2 separate regions of the Sus scrofa genome follow, and region 1 is linked to region 2. Evidence: chromatin contacts called from public HiChIP or PLAC-seq data. All regions are on one chromosome and are shown on one strand. Each heading gives the region's core, a stretch centred on a gene start, on an enhancer-like site or on the middle of the called end of the contact. The rest is flanking DNA. Distances are from core to core; before and after follow the strand shown. Region 1 holds the start of HR (HR, lysine demethylase and nuclear receptor corepressor). Region 2 holds the start of FAM160B2 (protein FAM160B2).

Region 1 (2,719 bases), core at 107-2,606, 45 kb before region 2:
TAGTCTTCCCTGGACTCTCCCGCAAGCTTCGGCTGCCAGTGGACACCGAGCGGGGACCACAGGCATACCCCAGCCCCCCAGCCACATCCTTGAGCCGGCCTGGGGGCAGGAGGCTGGGGCTTGGGGCCTAGGCACTGGGGTCGGGGTTAGACCCTCCAGGAGAACTTCCCCTGGCCACCCCCCAGGGGAGCTGGGGGAGGAAGGCAGTGTTAACAACTCAGTCATGTAAACAACCCCACCAGCCTGTCCTGCCACAGACCGGCCTCCCTGGGGGGAGGCAAAGGGTCTGAGTGGGTCTATGTCAACGTGACCCAATCCGGCTGGTGCCTGCCCCTGCAGGCCTCCTCTCCCAGGACCCTGCCTCTTCTCACTGGTGCGGGGATCCCTGCCTTCCCTCCAGTCTCTTGGGAGGAAGGCTCCCTCCTGGCTCTTCATGGCTCCCCTCTCCAGGGATGGTGGTGTGACCTGGGATGAGGCCGGAGGCACCTGGGAAGTCAACTGGGAAGTCACCCCTTCAATGGAACAGGGGGGTGGATGGGGTGGTGCTGCCTCTGTCCCAGGCTGGGTGAAGGCAGTCCGAGGAAGGCTTCCTCTGGGAGGCAGGGGAGTCGTGGGTTGGGAGGTGGGTGCCTGAGGGGAAGGGAAGCGCCTGTTGGGCGTGTGGGTTTCTGTGTGTGTCTGAATCTGTCTGTGTGTGTTTGAATCTGTCTGTTTGTGTCTGTGCTCTGGAACCACCCCCGCAGAGGAGCCAGGATGCTTCCTCGGGTGGAGGGTGCCCTGCTTTCCCATTTCCTCTCCTCCTCTCTGCTCCCTCCCAGGGGCCACTCCCATGGGCTCCTCTCCAGTCCTGGGCCTGGAAACAGGAGGAGCATGGCTTGGGGGAGACCCCAGAACACCGGGCGGGAGCAGGTGATGGAGCACATCTGGTCCCACCTCCTCTCTGGACACTTGGTGAAACCGAGGCCCTTAGAGCAGGGACAGACTGAACCTAGACCCTTCTAGACCTGCTAAGGACACTGCCCTGGGAGGGGGCTTTGGACTGGAATGGTGAAGAGCAGCTTGGCCAGAGGAGGACCAGGCAGGGCAGACCTGGGCCAGTGGGTGTGCCCATGTTCCAGAGCTGGAGGAGCCAGTGGTCCAGCAGGCACAGGGTGGCTGGCGTGGGTCAGAGCGCCCATCACTGACCCGTGAGAACGCGACTGCCCCTGCCAGCTCTGGCACTGCCCCCTCCCACCCGCCCTGTCCTGGCACCCTAGGGGGCACCCCACCCCATCATGGCCTGGTCCGGCCCCTCCCGCCCTTTGCTCCAGTTCCCGGGCTTGGCACCTATAGTGGGGGTGCTGCCCGCCTGCCAGGCTCCGGGGCCGGGCCCACGGGAGGGTGGGGCGGCTGGGAAGCTGGCACGCTGCCCCGGGGGAGCCTCTCTCGGCAGGCGCCCGGGTGCCGCGGGGGGGAGGGGGGAACAAAGGGCTCATTCTCCCCGTGCGCAGCCGGTGGCATCGCCGGGGCGTTGGCGGAAGCCCCCGGGGCCCGGGAGGGGGCAGGCCCAGGCGGGGCCGCCGAGTCACGGGCTCCTGTTTCCCGCAGGGTGCTGGAGGAGGAAACCGGCGGAGCAGCTTCCCCACTCTCAGTTGCGCGTCTGGCGATGGCGATCAGAGGTCCTGCTGCGCTCTCCGCCGGGCTCTCCCTCCATTAGCCGCGCTGCGCCGTGTTGCGCCCCCGCTGGTGCCTCTCTCCCGGGTCGCGGGATCGGCCCCTCTTCCAGGCACGACCCCTTCCCCCCGGCCCCTCGGCCTTTCCCCCATCTCGGTCATCTCCGACCCGGGGCGCGAGTTCCCCCCGGCCCGGCTCCCTCTCTCCCTCCGGGGGCACCCGCTCCCTAGCCCCGGCCCGGTCCTCCCCGCGGCGCAGCACGGAGTCTCGGCGTCCCATGGCGCAACCCACGGCCTCGGCCCAGAAGCTGGTGCGGCCGATCCGCGCCGTGTGCCGCATCCTGCAGATCCCGGAGTCCGACCCCTCCAACCTGCGGCCCTAGAGCGCCCCCGCCACCCCGGGGGAAAGAGAGCGCGAGCGCGCTGAGCCGACGGCGGAGAACGAGTTCTTGCCAGCCAGCCGGGAGGCCCCGGAGTCAGCCCATGGGGAGAGGGCGCCCGGCGTCGGCCACCACGACCGTCGCCGCCCGCGCCACGCCCGGCCAGTGAAGCCCAGGTAAGCGCTGAGACCGGAGCCAGGAGCGCACCTTCTGGGGACGCCCGCAATAGCGCGTTTCTGAGCCGAGCCCGCGCCGCACGCAGGGAATGAGCCCCCTCTTGCTCCTGAGCTGGGCCACACCTCTGAAAGTTAGGATGCCCGTCGGGGCTGGACCGCGTCGGAGCAGTGGCCCCAGAAAACCTGAGCGCCCTCTGCCACTGGCTCCCTGAGTTCCCCCACCTCCTTCCTGGGGCTTGCCCAGTGTGCCGCCGCCGCCGCCCAGGGAGAGCGCCATGGCTCTGATGCCACCTGTCACCCTGGTCCTTTGCACGCACAGGTTCAATTTTCCCTCCTTTGCCTCTCTCTGGGGCCCAGCCCGCTTTCCCCGCCTCCTCCCCTCGCCCCCCCTTCCCGCGCTCCCGGCTGCAGTTACCAGCGTCCACCAGCGGCCCTGGCACTGCTGGCTGGACTGGGGCATCTTGACCTATCCCAGAGGAGGCCTCTTCACAGCCCTCTCCTGTGCTGGCTC
Region 2 (2,920 bases), core at 67-2,566:
AGGATGGGAGGAGAGGTCATTTGGGAACTGCCTCCTGAGGCAGGCTGGCCTGAGGCCCCTGGACATTAATTAGTAAGGGCAGGGCTGGGGCAGGTGGGAGCATAGAAAGAGCAGAAGCTTTTCACTTTCTTCACAGGTTTCCTTAAGGCTGAGACGGTTCTCCTTCATAACAAGCTCTGATTTGGGGTGTGCGTTGGGGAGGAAGAGGATGGAACCCAAGGTTGTTTCTCCTGAGAACATCTGATACACTAAACTGATCAATGAAGGGAGGATTTATACTATGGGCCAAAAGAATCATTAACTTTTAAGGCAGATTCCTGGCAGGGTTACTTTAACTGGAGGGCAACCTGGCTTGCCTATCAAAACCACCGCACTTTTATCTTGCTGAAGGCAGGGAACAGCCGTGGGCGCCTCTGACCTGCCTTCAACCCCTACAGAAAATGGCAGAAACACAGACTCCTCTTCCTCGGTGGCCGCCCCAGGCCCCACCACCGCTGGCCCCTCCTGACTCAAGGTCAGTCCCACTCCTGCTGTTGAGAAAACTGCGCAAATACCCTGCAGAAGGCTTTGCCTGGGTATGGGCGCCCCCCACCCCAGAACTGTCATCTGTACTCTCCCAGGGGACACGGCCAGCCGGGGCCCTGCACTACCCAGGTGCTGGGTGAGAGGGTAGACTGCGGCCGAACAAAATCATGAAGTCGTGGGGGGCTCAGAACCATGGGAAGGGGCTGCAATTTTTAAGGCCTGCTGACCAGGAAGGGAGGGGCGTAGGGGAGGAGGAAGGCATACCAGCTGGGGGAGGGGACTTTGGGGGAATTTTGGGAAGAAACTATTGGGTGCCAAGGGAGCACTCGGCCCAGAGGAGTTTGGGAATAGGGAGAGACTCGCGGAAAATAAACAGGAAGCAATCAGGGAGAGCGGTTCGGGGCTGGGGCGACCTGGAGGGGAGCTGGGAACTGGCGCGATCGGGAAAGAAGCCACTGGAAGCAGGGAGTGCTGCGCGGCTCGGGAGCAAGGAGGCCCCGGAAGGGACGCCACGGCCCGGGGTGCGGGTCCCTTCCCTGAGGCGGGAACGCGCCCTCCGCCCGCCAGGCCGCCAGCTCCTCCCCCGGCCCCGCGCCCGCTCTTCCGGCCCCGGCCCGGCGCGCCCCGGCCTCACCGCCCCCACGGCCTCCTGTAGCAGCGCCCCGAGCCGGCTCAGCATGACTGCGGCCCGACTCCCGGCTCCCTGTCCCCTGGCGGCAGCGGCGGCGGCGGCGGCGGCGGCGGCGGAGCTCCCGGGCTCAGGCTGCGACCAGGAGGCGCGGCGAGGGGGCGGGGCCCAGGCCGCCCCGCCCCGCAGCCCCCGCCAGGCCCAGCCCCGGGTCGGGCTAGAGGGCCGGCGCCGACGTGGCCGGGCGGAGCAGCGAGCGGGGGCTCCGGGGCAGGAGTCGCGGGCCACGGAGGGGCACGGTCAAATTCACAGGGAACCCTTTGGGGAGCCGGGAGTCCGCGAACGAACGACCCTTAGAGAAGAGCGAATGGAGACAGGCAGGTTTTTCCCATGAGGGATGAGAAGATTTACGGATTCTGGAAGTCTCTAGACTTCCTTCGCGGGACCCCTAAGGCCTTACCCTCCCATCATATGATGTTAGGGGTGAGCAGGAGTACATTCTGACAGCCCTGTGATCCGGGAAATGTCTTTCCATTCCTGAGGGGGGAGTGGAGAGAGATGGGGGGCGGGCTTTGAACTGCAGAGCTGGCTGCCCCAAGGCCCAAGCTTTGAACATTGTAGGAAACTCAACTCTGGTTGAGGATTCTGCCTGTGTGATTGGACACAATTTTCCCAGGTGTACCCCCCATGCCGGCCTTGGGACACCCACCTTCTGTGTCTTTCCTTGGTGCACCTTGGCCAGTTGTGACTTCCTCATCCCAGCACAGGAGGTCCTGGCCACTTGTGCTGATACCTGCTACTCTTAATTGAGATGTGCTGAAGACATTATGAAGGAAACAGTGTAAAATAGTCACTGATGATGTTTTATGTTGACTATGTGTTGAAATGTAATCTATTAGATAAATTGGGTTAACCAAAGTATATTATAAAAATTAAGTTCAGGAGTTCCTGTCGTGGCGCAGTGGTTAACAAATCCGACTAGGAACCATGAGGTTGCGGGTTCGGTCCCTGCCCTTGCTCAGCGGGTTAATGATCTGGTGTTGCCGTGAGCTGTAGTGTAGGTCGAAGATGCGGCTCGGATCCCGCGTTGCTGTGGTTCTAGCGTAGGCCAGCGGCTACAGCTCCGATTAGACCCCTAGCCTGGAAACCTCCATATGCCGCAGAAGCGGCCCAAAGAAATAACAAAAAGACAAAAAAAAAAAAAAATTAATTTCACTTGTTGCTTATTACTTTAAGTGGATACAGTGCTGGTCCAGAGATCCTGCACAGGAAGTCACACTGGCCCTTTTGTGCCCTTCTAGCCACACCAAGGAAAGAAATGGGTGACCTGTGCTGGGGGGAGCCCATGGGAAAATTACACCCAAGAATTACACAGGCAGAACCCTCAACTGGAGCAAGGTTCCCTGGAGTGTCCAAAACTGGGGCCTGAGGGAGGGCGCCTAAGAAGGCAACTGGCTCTGCCGGTTCAAAGCCCATTCCCCATCTCCCACCTCCACACCCCGCCCCCCGCCCACCCCAGGAGTGGAAAGATATTCTTCCTGAGGACACTGCTGATGTCAAAATGTGTTGTTGCTGACCTCTGACACCATATCGTGAGCAGGTTAGGCATTAGGGTTCCCTCGAGGGCAGGGGGTAGCCCTTGTTGCAGAACTGAGGACCTGGAGCTGTGGGATCACCAGGCGTCACTGCACCGGCCCTGCATTTTGGACCCCATTCACCAGTGGGACTGAGGCTCAGGAAGCAACGCCTGCCCGAGCTGGCCTTGTG

What was found. HiChIP or PLAC-seq counts read pairs in DNA pulled down with a chosen protein or histone mark.
Region 1: a contact with region 2 is called in an H3K27ac HiChIP or PLAC-seq map of skeletal muscle. The contact joins the promoter of HR here to the promoter of FAM160B2 in region 2. A contact is called at or near these places in 4 of 47 Hi-C or Micro-C datasets (embryonic fibroblasts, epiblast stem cells, heart right ventricle and 1 more) and 2 of 2 datasets of contacts at active chromatin or transcription factors (alveolar macrophages and skeletal muscle).

Annotation. Positions count from the first base shown.
Region 1 is chr14:6,403,605-6,406,323 of Sscrofa11.1, reverse strand. HR (HR, lysine demethylase and nuclear receptor corepressor) reads left to right here and starts at 1,356. Exons shown (of 21, transcript NM_001083930.1): 1 at 1,356-2,208.
Region 2 is chr14:6,358,729-6,361,648 of Sscrofa11.1, reverse strand. FAM160B2 (protein FAM160B2) reads right to left here and starts at 1,316. Exons shown (of 17, transcript XM_003359029.5): 1 at 1,160-1,316. The coding sequence starts at 1,204.